2 separate regions of the Mus musculus genome follow, and region 2 is linked to region 1. The links are chromatin contacts, called in public Hi-C maps. All regions are on one chromosome and are shown on one strand. The core of a region is the stretch at or near the end of the contact, and the rest is flanking DNA. Distances in the headings are between cores, read along the strand shown. Region 1 overlaps Tiam1 (T cell lymphoma invasion and metastasis 1). Region 2 has its middle 90 kb from the start of Gm10789.

Evidence for each region. A called contact is a pair of places that touch in the nucleus more often than the background predicts.
Region 2: a Hi-C map of cortical neurons shows a contact between it and region 1, with 2.4 times the contacts expected there. The contact joins two enhancer-like sites. A contact is called at or near these places in 5 of 484 Hi-C or Micro-C datasets (CD4 T cells, bone marrow-derived macrophages and cortical neurons), 3 of 115 datasets of contacts at active chromatin or transcription factors (bone marrow-derived macrophages, embryonic hindbrain and microglia) and 3 of 9 other capture datasets (adipose tissue, liver and pancreatic islet).

What each region holds. Positions count from the first base shown.
Region 1 is chr16:89,942,828-89,949,738 of GRCm38.p6, reverse strand. The region is part of intron 2 of Tiam1 (T cell lymphoma invasion and metastasis 1); the gene reads left to right. Among named protein-coding and RNA genes, the nearest start is that of Tiam1, 15 kb to the left of the region's middle. Within about 2 kb of position 5,513, at least 43 of the 459 cell types and tissues checked have an H3K27ac peak or open chromatin away from gene starts, as enhancers often do. A contact at or near this core is called in cortical neurons, where this site is marked.
Region 2 is chr16:90,048,257-90,055,396 of GRCm38.p6, reverse strand. It overlaps a transcript of Tiam1 not described here. Among named protein-coding and RNA genes, the nearest start is that of Gm10789, 90 kb to the left of the region's middle. Within about 2 kb of position 2,331, at least 33 of the 459 cell types and tissues checked have an H3K27ac peak or open chromatin away from gene starts, as enhancers often do. A contact at or near this core is called in cortical neurons, where this site is marked.

The DNA.
Region 1 (6,911 bases), core at 4,264-6,763:
AAGAGGTGCGTTTTTTTTTTTTTTTTACTTAAGGTGATGGGTTTAATTGGGAAGTTAGTCCATTATAAATTGGGAATGAGACTGGCTTAACTTGATTTATTGATTATTTTCAGTGGCCCCCATTTCCCTACAAATGATAAGGACTTTATTCTTATTTATGAATGAAAAGAAGCCTGTTTGTGTTGATACCATATCTTAAAAATCCATTCTTCTGTTGTTGGACATGCAGGTCCAGCCAGTGGGCTTTCTGTTTCTGTCTCTGAAGTGACCTTCAGGGACATAGGCTTGGGGGTTTTGCTGCACAGCTCTCTGGTAGTGCTGTGAGCATTTTCTCCTGGTATTCCAGTGTTTCTGTTGGTTTCGCCAGAAGTTGCTCTTCAGGGCAGAGTGGTCTGTCTGTCTTTCTTTCTTTCTTTCTTTCTTTCTTTCTTTCTTTCTTTCTTTCCTGTGTTAGACGATTCCATGCAGATATGCGATGGATCCTGATCCACCCCTCCCCCTTCCTTCCTCTGCCAGCCTCTCCTCCTGTCTAGGTCCCTCTCCTTGTTCACGTCTTTTTGTTTTATGATACGCTTAGTTATTTACTTTTAGGTAAAATGATTGCTCTTCTTTGCTGAGTGGGGTTTCCTTGTGACATGTGGAAAGGAGTAATCCATAGTCAGGAAAAGCCAAGAGACTCCATGTTTCCTCCTGCACACTTGCTGCCTCTGATTTTGACCAGCTAGTTGGTAGGATGAAAGTCTCACCCTCTAGAGTTTTCTCCTAACATGGGGGATGTTAGGAGATGTATTTTTGGCTTATGAGTTGGGGTTAATGGTAGAGGCAGAATTGCTCTTTGAGAACAGCGTAAGTTACATAGTGAGCTGAAAACCCATTTGACCTTACAAGAAAGCCAACAAAAAAGCCATTCATTTCCTAAGGCTTGCATGTCCATATATATCTAATGTCCTTACATAATTCTACATATATATGGACATTAATGTGTCAAGACACAGCCTTGGCTTGATCTTATTTATTTATTTTAGATTTATTTATTTATTATATGTAAGTACACTGTAGCTGTCTTCAGACACACCAGAAGAGTGTGTCAGATCTCATTCCAGATGGTTGTGAGCCACCATGTGGTTGCTAGGATTCGAACTCAGGACCTCTGGAGAGTAGTTGGTGCTCTTAACCACTGAGCCATCTCTCCAGCCCCTATCTTATGTTTTTTTTTTTTTTTTTTTTTTTTAATTTATCCATCATACTCAGGCTCTGTGACTGCACTTTACATGTGTTTGTGTGTGTTTGTGAGTGTGTCTGTGTATGTGTCTGTGTATGTGTGTGTGTGTGTGTGTGTGTGTGTGTGTGTGTGTATGGTGTTTAAAATGTTGAGTCCTTTTCCTTCCCTTCCTTTCTGCTCTGGGTTTCATGTAGGTTGAAAAATGCAAACTACAGAAAACACAGGATCTGGAAGTAATTTTCATCAGGAGAGAAATTACCCAAATGGGGAAAGACACTATTTTGTTGCTTGCCAGCTGAGGGGAACACAAGAGTGGATAACTTGCTTTCCTTCAGTAATTGGGTACATTATACAAGGCTAACAATTTCACTGGGACTTGGCAGTTGAAAGAAAGCAAGAGGCAGGCCCAGGTGTTCCCTGGTCCCCTCTCCTTGAGAGTATGTGGAGGTAGAGGTAGCATTCAGATCACCGGCTTCCTATTTCTGTCACTCGAATGACAGTGATTGCTGCAGATGGGGCTCATGCCACCACCAGGGTCTGCCACCTAGACAGGGATGTGTGAGTCAGCCCAGGGCTGTGGACTCTAGGAAACAGACTGGAGAACTCTCCTGTCTGGTGCTAGCCTTTCCTAGGGCACAGGACAGTTAGGAACAAGGCCTTCTGACGCCTCACATTGGGATTATCAGTTTGTTTCCCATGCCGCCATCTTCCTTCATGTTGCTCCTGATCCTGGCTGTGACTAATGGTCACAAAACAATTCAGTCTGAGCCCTTCTGTCTATTGTAAGGTGAAGTTCACTTTTCCCGCAACTTTGGCCCGTGTGACCCGAGTAGCCTGTGTCTCAGAGTATCTACCTAACTACCATCTACCTGTCTATCTACCTATCTATTCTCTATCTATCTATCTATCTATCTATCTATCTATTATCTACCTATCTATCTATCTACCAACCATCCATTGATCTATTATTTTTGATGTTGGATGGGATGACCCCATGGCCTATGGGTGCTGGGTAAATGCTTTACTGCTGAACTGCAGCCTGGGCCTGATTCGTGTGGCTTTTGTTTAATCACGTTTGCAGGGAGCTGTTGAGGTATAGTTGGTTACTTCCCTAACTGTTTTCTGGACCCAGTTCCAGAGGTTTCCAGGTGTCTCTGCTTGAGAATTTGCTCTCATCTCTGCTGGCCACCTGGTGGTGTGTTTGAAGGGACACCGTCACTCGCCTTTCAACACTGCCTCTGTTCGTTCCTGTGTTCAGGTCACGTGCAGGGGAATGGATGCTTGAGTTCTGTAGATGCATTGAATTTAATCGGTACCAAAGGAAAGATCTGCGTCTCACGTCACATTTAGGGTTTATAAATCTATTTGAAGTGCTTGGGTAAAGGCATCATGTATTCATCTGTGTGTAAAACTAAAACCAGACTCATTGCCAAGTTTAATTTGTCAAGTGTTCTTAGAAAGAGGCAGCTCTCTAGAGAGTGTGAAGCTCATTTTGAAGCGCAGTGAGATCGTTCCTTGCATTTCTCTCTTTGTGCATGCTTCCCGTACCAAACACTCTGCAAAACCACCCCGTGCATGCGGTTCACGGCGGCTTTACTTAGAATTGCCCAAACTGGGAGGAGACCAGGATGTCTTTCTGTAGGTGGGCGCCTACTCCATATGATAGAGTATTATACAGTGCTAAAAAAAATGAGCAAGCCATGAAAAGACGTAGAAGAACCTTAGCTTCGGCTGTTAGGGACTGGGGAGCTGGGGGGGATGGATGGAGAGCTGGGGGATGGAGAGTTGATTGGGTAGTCTGGTAAATTCATGAAATGTGTTCTGCTCAACCCTGAAAATGTGCAGCTTCCAGAGTAATGAAGTCAGGGAAGGATTTGTGGTAACAATGATGTGGCACGTGGGTTCTTCCGTTTTACAGATGCCTTTCCTTAGTGGGTTATGTGGACAGAAGGGGAGGAGTCAGTTCTTAGAAAACAGAAAGTCTATGAAAAAAAAAATCTGTTCTTTGGCTACAAACCTAAAACAATCTATATAATAAAAATTTAAGGGCTGGCAGGATGGCTCAGTGGGTAAGAGCACTGACTGCTCTTCTGGAGGTCCTGAGTTCAAATCCCAGCAGCCACATGGTGGCTCACGACCATCTGTAATGGGATCCGATGCACTCTTCTAGTGTGTGTTTGAAGATAGCTGCAGTGTACTCGTATAATAAATAAATAAATAAACCAATCAATCAGTCAATCATTTGAAAAACAAGAAAAAAAAAAAAAAGAATTGTTTTTGTACCCCCAGAGTCGGGATATTTTGGTACCTTCTGTGTTAGCCAGACCTTCTGGGTTTGGGGGCGGTTAGAGTTGGTAGGGCTCTGATAGTGATTGAAAGTTCTGGAAACCTGTTCAGAGCTTTCCCTGGTCTTTGTGCCTTTTCAGGAGGAGTTTCCAGGGTCTATGTGCATAGGGCTCATGAGCATAGAACTGGGCCAGTGTGAAGATCTTCCTGCACCGCTCACTGGGAGGGCTTGTCCTTTACCGTCTGAAGCCAGCCTCCTGGTCCTCTGTGTTTACCACAGGCTTCATTCGTGTCACGCTCCAGTTCCAGACAGTGGAGATTCAGTGGGGAACAAGACTGGGAGGAATCTCTCTGCCCTCTTGTACCTGCATTGTGGTGAAGGAAGAGAGCATCCGCGCCATATGGGAGGTGACTGTGACCATGGAGATCAGAGAAGCAAGGGTTTGGAATAGAAGGGTTACACAGAGAGGACTCTTGTGGCGACACTATCAAGATGACCAGGGGCAGGGCATTGAGTTCTTCTGGTAATAAGAGGCCAGAGCGCTGGGCCTGTTATTTTCAGGGATTTTCATGGAGATCCCTGAGGCTTGGGCTCAAGGAAGAAAGTTGGGTGTGGTGTAATAGAGGCCTTTTGAGGGCTCTGGTCTAAGGGAGTCCAACCCGATTCAAGTGTTAATAGGCTCCGGAGTTGAGGGTAGACCAAGCAACTTCCTCGTTTGGACCACTGCTCCCAGCCGTCCATGTCTCTGAGCACTGATTACATTTTGTTATTGCGCACAGAACCAGATCCTCCGGTGCCATTGGGTCTGTGTTAATAAAGTTTAAGCTTCTCCAGGCATAAGCCCCTGTCTTTATAGTTGGTAAGAAAAGGGCTTTCATCATTTGAGGGGAGTTAGTTGAGGAATTCTGTAAGGAGTTCAAGGATGGATGAAAAATGCTTGAAGATAATCCACAGCTCTCTGAAGCCCAGTGTCCCTGTACCTTCCGATTGGCGAGCCGTCCCCTCCACCCTCGTCCGCCTCGCCCCTTCCAGCTCCAGGCGTGCAGCTGATCCTTCTCCACTGCACACGTCTCTTTCTGATTCTGGCAGCCGACTGGAAAGTTAACCTTCTCTCAGGAGCCTCATCTGAAATCACAGCCTGAAAACATGTGGTAGATGTCGGATGCCTTCAGAAATACAAACCTGGGGCTTTTTGGCATCTGACCTGGCTCGTCTGTTTTAAGTGGTGTGTAGTAAACTTGTCCGCAGATGTTAGTGGACCGGTCTGCTTTGAACAAAATAATAATAACGTTCACATCTGGCCCCCCTTTCATCTAGTGATCTTAAAACCCCAAGTGCGTCTTAATTGCCGGAAGGTAAGAAGGGCTAGAGGAAAATCACTGTAATAACGGCAGCAGAGACCATGGGGGGACGGCCTTTGGGGCCAGCAGAGTGACAATGACAAGCATTCTGCACCCCACCTTGCCTTTCATCTGGCCATAGAGGTTCTCTGCAAGTGTTGCCTGGTGAGAATGCCTTAGCAGACAGGTGCAGAGTGCCCTCTCACCCCAGCTTGTTAGCACTGTCCCCTCAGATGGCTTCTTCTGTTTTCTGCTTCCTCTGCGACCTCATGGGGAGTTCTGTGGCGAGGACTGGGGATGATGCCATGGCTAGTGAGGAAATTTGGTTTTCTTTCCAATCCTTTTGGTTTGATATTCAGGTAGGTAGGCAGCGCCTTTGAAATATCAGCTGCCGGTCCAGCTGCTAATAAGTGATTTTTAGTTAGTAGCCTGAGGCCTCCCTTGTACCCAGATGCCCTCCCTCCGGAACGCATCCCCTGTAAGTCGGGATAATAGAACAAGCTGGAGAGAGCCATTCCTTTCCCACAAAGGAGGCACGGGGCTTTGTCCATCAGCAGAGTCAAGCAGCACAAAAGCCATTGGGAAGTGGACCAGTCCTGTCCTGTCGTTAGCTGTGGGAAGTCCAGCTGTGGGCTGGTGGGAGGGGAGCTGGGCTCTTCCCTTTGAGATCAAGGGCTGCTGCCTGACAAGTGGAGAAAAGCACTTGGCAGGGAGTGAAGCGTATGCACACAGCTCAGAGGAGTGGGATGCTTGGGTTTTTAAACAGAAAACCTTTAGCTCCATTTACAGAACTCCCTAGCAGCTGTAGCAAGTGTGCTGTTGGTTTCACAACATAATATTCCCCTTCTTGACGGTGGTGTGTGGAAGCAAGCTACAGGAAGTATTGGAAAGGCAGGCTCTTCAGTGCTCCGGCGGATTCCTGTTTATTCTCAGTCTTCAGGGCACTAAAGGCAGACATGTATCTGTTAGCATAGGTACACGGTGGGTGAATGCTTGTTATTTTGGTTGGAGGTCCCTCCGGGACACAAGCACACTCTGTGACAAGACTGTTCTCTGAGTGTTATTGTCACATTGGTGTATTGCTCATCCCAATTTCCTTGTGCTGTGGGGGCCTCTGTTGGTGGGTTAAATAAATTAGAATGTCCCTTAAATAAATCTAGAGCAAGCCTAGAAATCTAGTCTTTGGGTAGTGAAATAAGTAGTCCCCTCCTTGCCCTGTGTTTTCTTCTCGAGCAGTCCCTTTGCTCCGGTCGATGTGGGGGAGGGGGCGAGGATGGACACTGTTGGGGACCGACTCAGAAGGTCAGGCACAGTGACAACGTGCCTTCACCAGCAGTGAGCCATCTCTAGCCTCGAGCCGGTGTTTATGCAGTACAGCTCACTTTAAAAATTCTCTCGTGGAGTGTTTGAGGGACACAGAAAAACACAGGGCGCCTCGAAATTTCAGAGGACAGAGTCTGCTGGAGGCCCAGATGCAGGCCCAAGGGCCCCTATGGAACGCGGTTTGTCCCATCTCTTTTTGCAGTTCTTTTTTGTAATCCCCGTCTCTCAGCAGTGACCCTCCGAGGTCACTTTCTATTCACAGTTCTCTATGGGATGAGGCCCCGTGAGGACGAAGGCACTGTCATCCCTTGTCACTGCACATCAGGGGTGATCCTGCTGAGCCCCGACTCCGTGTACCCCCAGTGTCATTTCCTGGCTCCTTATTATTTCAGAGACTCTTCAACTCCAGCATCCTTGGTGGAGGACACTCTTTAAAACCGTCTTGACTAATATTTTTTGACTACACTTAGAAGTATAAAGTAAACAGTATGCTGAACTATTTTTTTTTTTTTGGCATGGTAAAATATGCCCAACATAAAATTAGCCATTTTAAATGAGTGGCTGTGCAGTTATTAGCACAGCTTTCACCATCCCAGACAGAATTGTTTCGTTGGGCAATCCTATCCCACTTCTTATCCTCCACCCAACCTGCCCCAGGCCCTGCGAACCTCCGTCTTACATTGACTTTGCGAGCTTACTATAGTGGAAGCTGTGCGTGTCCTATTTCACTTAACACCCT
Region 2 (7,140 bases), core at 1,082-3,581, 110 kb before region 1:
AAAAACAAAAACTGTTTTAAAACAGTGACGGAAGGGAAAATAAGGGCAAGAGACATGCCTTACTTAACCTGCATGGGCCTCAAGGTAGAGAAGAGGAGATGCAGGAACGATGCTGTCTGGGGTAAGTGGGAGGGGAGGGGTTCTCTGGGTGAAGGATACCTAGATAAAGCTTGGCTTCTTAGGTTCTTGTTTGGACTCTGACTTGATAAGGGGAGGGGAGGCTGTTGAAAGAGAGAGGTGATCAGCCATGTGTAAAAATTGGGGGTATCATGGGGTTTGGGGTGGGCCTTTAAGAGTTCTGGGATAATGTTTGTGAAAAAGATTCTCTCATAGCCCTACCCACTGACTCGTTTGCAGATGGCACGGTAGGAGGCTTGAGATGGTCTTCTGGGTGACAGCCCAGGGGGAGAGGGCACAGGGGAACACCTGGTAGACCTGTGACTGTGGGCGCTTGTTAATGGTGTGCTCATTATGCACACCTTCCCAAGGAACTGGGCGTGGTGGTGCACAACCGCGATCCCTGTACCGCACACTGTGAAGCTGGAAGGTTTGTGAGATTAAAACTAGCCTGGGCTGCAGAGAGCAAAACTCTTGTCTCAACAAATGGAAAACCGGGACATTTTCAGGCTTTTTTTTAAGGCTGAACGTTGATCTTCCAGAATAGTCTATGGTTACCTTTGCAGTTTAAGCAGCAGCAAGAGGAGTTGGCCAATGTCATACAAGACACTCTTCCAAGTCTAGCAGATGCCTCTCTGTTTCCCCGAACAAGCCCCTTTGGCCTGGTGACACCCTCAGTAGAGTTTTCTCCAGAGCATGGCCTCTGCTTTATAGCCTGGTCTTTTCCTTTGGGTCAGGTTGCAGGTCTATCCTCAGCTGTGGCTCTTCCGTGCCTCCGAGGTCGCTCCTCTCTCTGAATTCCAGGTGCTGGGCCACTTAGACTGGAGTCCCCAAGGTCACAAGAATTGGATTATTCAGCCATGTGTAGACTTGGCTAACTTCTGTATGCATCAACTATTGCACATATATTTATAAATATATATTAAAATTCAGAACTTAAAAATTTATGATAAGATGGTGTGCTAAATCTGAAGCGTATCATTGTGACCTCAGTCACCAAGCACGCCTCTGCCTGTGTCAGCTGTGTCTGAGGCTAGGTCCCCAGGCGGGAGCAGGACAGATGGATGGCCAGCATCACATTGGAGGTGGCCCGGTCGACTGGCTACACCTGCCGTTCCAGACTGATTTATTTTTACCCCCCAGCTACAAATCACTACTGCAATGGCCCGTCCTAGCATAGAGTCTCTGAGCCGCCGCCATTCTGTTTTCCCTCCGACTCCCTCATTCGACTGCGTAGTTAAATTGACTTCTGGGTAACTGAGATATTGTTTATTAATGTCTGAGGTCTATAGGGACTGCAGTGATGGACATTTAAAGAGGGAAGAGTCTCCCTGGCTCCTCTGTGGGTCAGTGTTGGTTTTCTTTAGAAACACTCACATTTAACTCTGCTGGACATTGAGACAAAGGCCTTGCAGATGCTAGGAAAGCTTCGAGTGCATGCGCACGCTCGCGTGTTTAAGTTTTGAGATAGTCTCATGAGGTAGCCCAGGCTAGCTTTGAGCTTACTCAACCCAGGCAAGCTCTCAACCCTGTGACCTGGCTTATCTCCCCAAATATCTGAGATGGAGGCCTGTGCCTCCAGGCCTGCCTCGGTCTTGCCAGGACCCTCTGTGCTTGTTCTGCTGTGGAAAAGTTTATGTTGGGGGCGAGGCAGGTGTGGAGGGAGAAAAAGCTGTAGGAGCGGCTGTGACCGAGGACCTGCTTCCTGCAGGAAGCCAGGGGGACATTTTCAGGAAGTGCCTTGGACCTGGTTTCTTTTGGGTCAGAAGAGCGAGATACTGTGGGTAATGGAGTAGATTTGGGATTGGGTGGGGGAGTTGTCTTGAAACAAAGGGACGTGTGGGTATCCCAGTTATGCCTAGATACACGAAGTATCATGTATGGCCCAGGGAGGAGCGATGTCGAGTCTGCACTGTCTCATGGACACCAGCGAGCAGCCGTGCTCACCGAAGCAAGGCAGTCAGCTTCCCAACTGCACACTGTTCATGAGCAGCTGCAACCATCCTCCATCATGGACCATCCTGTTGCCCTCGTGACTGCTCTGCCGCTGTCACTAACTGCAGGAGACCCACACAAGCCGGGGCCCACCAATGTTCCCCTGTGGAAGGGATATAGGCTGTTAGTGCCTGCTGAGGAGGCTTCTAAGGCTCCTCCTTCCCAACCAAGCCAATGGTTGCTAGGGGAGGGCTTGTAAGGGTTGCTAGGGGAGGGCTTGTAAGGCGCATCCCTTCTAGAGGCTTTATTCCGCCCCCTTCAGGATCTGTGCTATTAGTGGGTTTGGGGAGAGCTGGTTTCTTCAGTGGTGTCCCTGCTTGTAAGTCGGCCACCTCCCTGTAAGGAACCTTATTAAATTCATTTGTCCACCAGAATTGGGGAGACCACTTGTTTGGTCGGCCACCACCCTGTTGTCTGTGGTGAGTTTTATTTATCTTTCTAGGAAAAGTTCACAGTCCAGGAAAGAAGGGGCAAGGCCGGGGACCAGGCTGGCTGTCCAGCGAAGACTTCCGTGTCCCTAGCTTCCTGACTCCTGAGCCTGCCAGACGCTTGCCTTTCTGCCTGGTTTGATTATGTCTGGCTGTGAAATGTTTGCATCAGTGTGGCGACTGTAAGGATTGCTCCCGTCCATCGTGAATCACCTCACTCCAAACTTAGCTCTGCTCAAGAAGAGGGAGTTGCAGCCATCTGCAGGCAGTGGGAACAGCCAGCATTTTCAGTGAAAAGAGCTACTGTGTTTCGAGCACCCGTGTGTGCCTGGCTTTGGGATGCTTCTCTTACGTCTGTCAGAGTTAAGTTTTATGAACTTGACGCAGTCCTAGACAGACCTGGGAAGATGGGATCACAGCTGAGGGACTAACTGCCTTTGTCAGATTGGCCTGCAGGCCTGGCTGTGGCTTTTTTTTTTTTTTTTTTTTTGATTGCTTATTGATGAGGAGTGGCCCAGCTCACTGTATGCAGTGCCCCGCCCCCTCCCCCTGGGCTGGTGGGTCTGGGCTATCTATGAAAGGTAATTGAGCAAGCCAGGGGGAACAAATCGGTAAACAGTGTTCCTCCATGGTCTCTGGGTCAGTTCCTGCCTCAGCTCCCCTTGATAAGAGAGTGTAACCTGTAAGCCAAATAAAGACCCTTTGTCCTTCAAATTTCTGTTTCATCACCGCAGTGCAAATAAGACTACTTTGGCACCATGGCGTCATTTAGTCCTCAGATCTGTCCTAGTTACTGTAATAGTACTTGGATTATATGTGCTACTTCCAGTAGGGATACGGGGACAGCAGGGTGGGCATGGAGAAGCACTTAAAATGTGGAGGCCAGGGGATTCAGGTTGGTAGAATGGACTCTGACCCCACTACTCAGAATTTTCGGACTTGTCAGCCTGTCTGATAGAGCTCATCTGTGCTCTCGAAGACCTTCCATCTCTGATGTGGCGCTGTGAGCGACAGAGGCTTGTGGCTGTGGGTCTGTGTGGGGCCAGGGGTGCATGCTACAGGACATCCCTGTGACCGGCTCTTTTCTTTGGCCTTTTCCCAGAGGTACTGCTAACCAGGACTCATCTTAGCCAGTGTGGATGCTGTAGGTGTGGCTGGTGTGTCTCACGTGTTTGCACTGGGAACTCTTAGACACTTAGTGCTGTGGTGTGTATACTTGCCTGGCCAGTGGATGCCCAGATGTTTGACCAACCTTACTCTGGATATTCTCCAAGAATGTTTCTGGATAAGATTTAACAGAGGGGAGAGCGTTGGTAGATTGCCCTCCCTAGTGTGGAGGGCTCATGCAGTCAGTTGGAGGCCTGAACACAGTGGCTGACACCCCCATGGTATGGACAGTGTCTCCTGCTTGACTATCTTTGGATCTGGCCTGTCGTTTTCTCACTTGCCTTTGGCCTTGGGCTAGAATTAGTATTGCTCTCTGGGTCTGCAGCTTGCCCATTGCAGATCTACAGGCATGTCAGACCACATAGTATCATAAACTAACTCCTCGTAATAAGTTTCTTTATCTGTGTGTGCCTGTGCTGTGTGGGTGTGTTTGCATGTCAGTGGTAGGTCCTATTCCTCCTGACGACCCTGATAGTGCCCACACTGGGTGACCATCTATCTACTCTTTGCTCTGGCCGGCTACTATCTGACCAGTGCAGGACTTTCCATTGGCTTTTACTGGTCAGGCGACCATGAGCGACCGTGAGCTCACATTGTATCCTCACATTCCTCTCTTGTTCAATGATGTTAGGAAGATTTCTTAGAATTTCTCTACTTCCTTTTTTTCTCTTTTCTCCCTCCCCTGGCTTTTCTCCTTCTGTTCAGATACAAAGTTATTAATCATAGCTCATCAATGGAAGAATAGGAATGAAGGAGGAACATCTCTGTGGATGGAGTATGCGTTGTGCTAGCATGAAGTCCTGAATCTAGCACCCTCCCCCCCCCCCCCCCCCCGTGTCCATAGAGAAAGCCAGGTGTGGAGGACATGCTCCCCAGCCTGGGGGGCTGATGCAGGAGGTGCCAGGGGAGGGGGACTTCCTACTGGTCAGTCTAGCTGATTTGGTAAGCTGAGTTTTGGAGAGCAACCATGTCTCAAAATGACAATATTACAAGCCAATAGAGGGAGACAGGTAGTTCAGCCTCTACCCTTTGCACATGCATGCACAGGTGCACACATGCTAATATACTCATAATGTAATATGTCCACATCCCCACCCCCACCCCTGCACACACACTCATAAAATGGAAAGGTCACATTGATATCCCATTTTAGCAAAATGGCTGCCACTCTCACAACCCATATCAAAATCTCTAGCCACAGGATTTTCTTACAATTAAATTTTTTTTTCTTTAACCAACTGCTTTATAAGCTTAAAAAGAGAAAGAGAACATATTTTTTAACATCACTGCCTCTCCCTATAACTTCCTTCTAGATCAGTGGGAAAACTCTGCCAATTAAGGTCAAAGTCTACCCCTGACCAGATAGCCTTCTGGGCTCAGTGTGGAATGGAGGACTCCCTTTGTTTCTCCTTCTCTGACCTTGTCCAAGGAGTTCTAAGACCCCGTACTCGCCTCTACCTGAGGAATGTCACGCAGCCTCAATTAGTTTATAGGATCAATTTCCTTTCTCCTGACAAAACCTGTTCATTGAGCACCTGAGATTCCTGGAGTGCTTTCTCATGCTGTGAGGCATTCCAGGTACCCTAAGCCCCCAGCCAATGACCTTTGCCCATCCTGGATGTCCCTACCCTCGGTCCCCCAAAACTTTATAAGCCTTCAGTCATCGTAAGTCAAGTTGATCACCTACTGACAATTGGTCCCAGTGTGGTCATTCACTGTACAGACTCTGAACCCCATGGTCAAAGTCTCTGTTCCCACTGCCCTCGTGGGCCGAATCGGCCGATGATCCATGAGAGCAGGGAGACCCACGACATCGTTACTTGTTCTGATGATATTGCACAGCACATTTTGTCTTAACGAGGTTTTCGTGGGCTGTCTCAGGTGGCTCGGTCACTGCAGTTAGGCCTGCCACTGTGACAAAGGTCTTCCCTGTCTGGCTTCTCATTTTGGTGAATGGTTACCTCCCAGCGTTAGTTGGGGACAAATCCTAGGCTATACTGAATTTTACCTGTTGTTTTTATTCTGTTCCTGTGCATCTAAGCTGAAGTTGAATTTGTAAGTTAGGCACAGTAAGGATTTAACTTGAGATCCGAGCAACTTCGGCGTGTGAACTTTTTTCTTTCCGTACTCGACACCTTCCCTCCGTTCACTCAGAGGAAGTGTTTCATACCTCATATGTTAGGAGCATCTGAATCACTAGCATCTCTCTGCTCTGGGACCACTGGAAGTAGGGTAGAGGTCAGCAGAGTCTCTCCTCTGTGATACTGGGACAGTTGCTGAGATACCTGAGGAAGACTCTTAAGTGACCCCCGGGTGGGTAGCATACAGCGTGTAGACTCTCCGAGCAAAGGGATGATTCATATCCTGTGTGCGACACAGCAGGACACGGTCACAGGCATGGATCCCGTGAAGGCACTCAGAAAGACGCATACCGCTTATTGCTGGAACTTTCCATTTAGTGTGCTTGAAGTGGAATTAATTATAGGTTTATGGAAACATGGAAGACCAAAATTCAGTCTGTGAGAGGATTCCTGTGCGTCTTTCTTACTGTCTTTGCCTTCTCCGTTCCTTTCTATTCACATTTAGTCATTGCACGGTTTTCCCTCAGTAATGTCCATAAATACTACTTTTGCTTACTTAGTTCATGATAAAATGATGAAGGCGAGGTTTCATTTAGAGGCTCCGTGACTTCCCTGGAAGAGACCCCTAGCGCATCTGAGCACGGGACAGATGGGATTATATTATGCTTGCTACTTAGGCCCGGAGTGGATGTCTGGATCCCAAGGCACATTTAGCCAAAACTTATCTGACATCGCCAGAAAGCAGGCAGGTTTTATTTATTTATTTTTTTTTAGCTACAGGAATTTCAGTGAATGTGGGGTTAAACAACCACGGCAAAAACCATGAAATCAACCTGAAGTAAACCCAGGCCCCAAATGCAAGCAATGAAGCCCTCTTCGCCCTTTTTTCTCTCGACTGCATTTATTGCTCTGAGGCAGAGAGGCCTGGCTATTAGAATCTAGCGGATACATTCTAACTCAGGAAGTAATGGAAGGTGGTCTTAAATTGGTCCTTAGATTTTACAAGGACTTGCAATATCCCAGGGCTCTATAGGCCATCTTTGGGTGCCATCAAGATGGCGTGAGCTTTTGGCCATGTGGACTGAGATAAGAGCAGCCTTTGCTATGGTAAAATTTCATCTAGTCACTAGACAAGTGTGTGTGTGTGTGTGTCCCTTGTGTTAGGATTACAGATGACATCCAGGATAGGTAGGGGATGCAGAAAAAAAAAATTCCAGTTTTTTTCAGATTGTTACCACGAAGTTGTACCTGCATGAAACAGCCGTTTGGACCAAATCCTGCTCCTTCTTCAGCAAACCCAAAGGGGAATGTGATACTAGTAAACTTAGAGTTAAAGAACATTCTAGAAGACT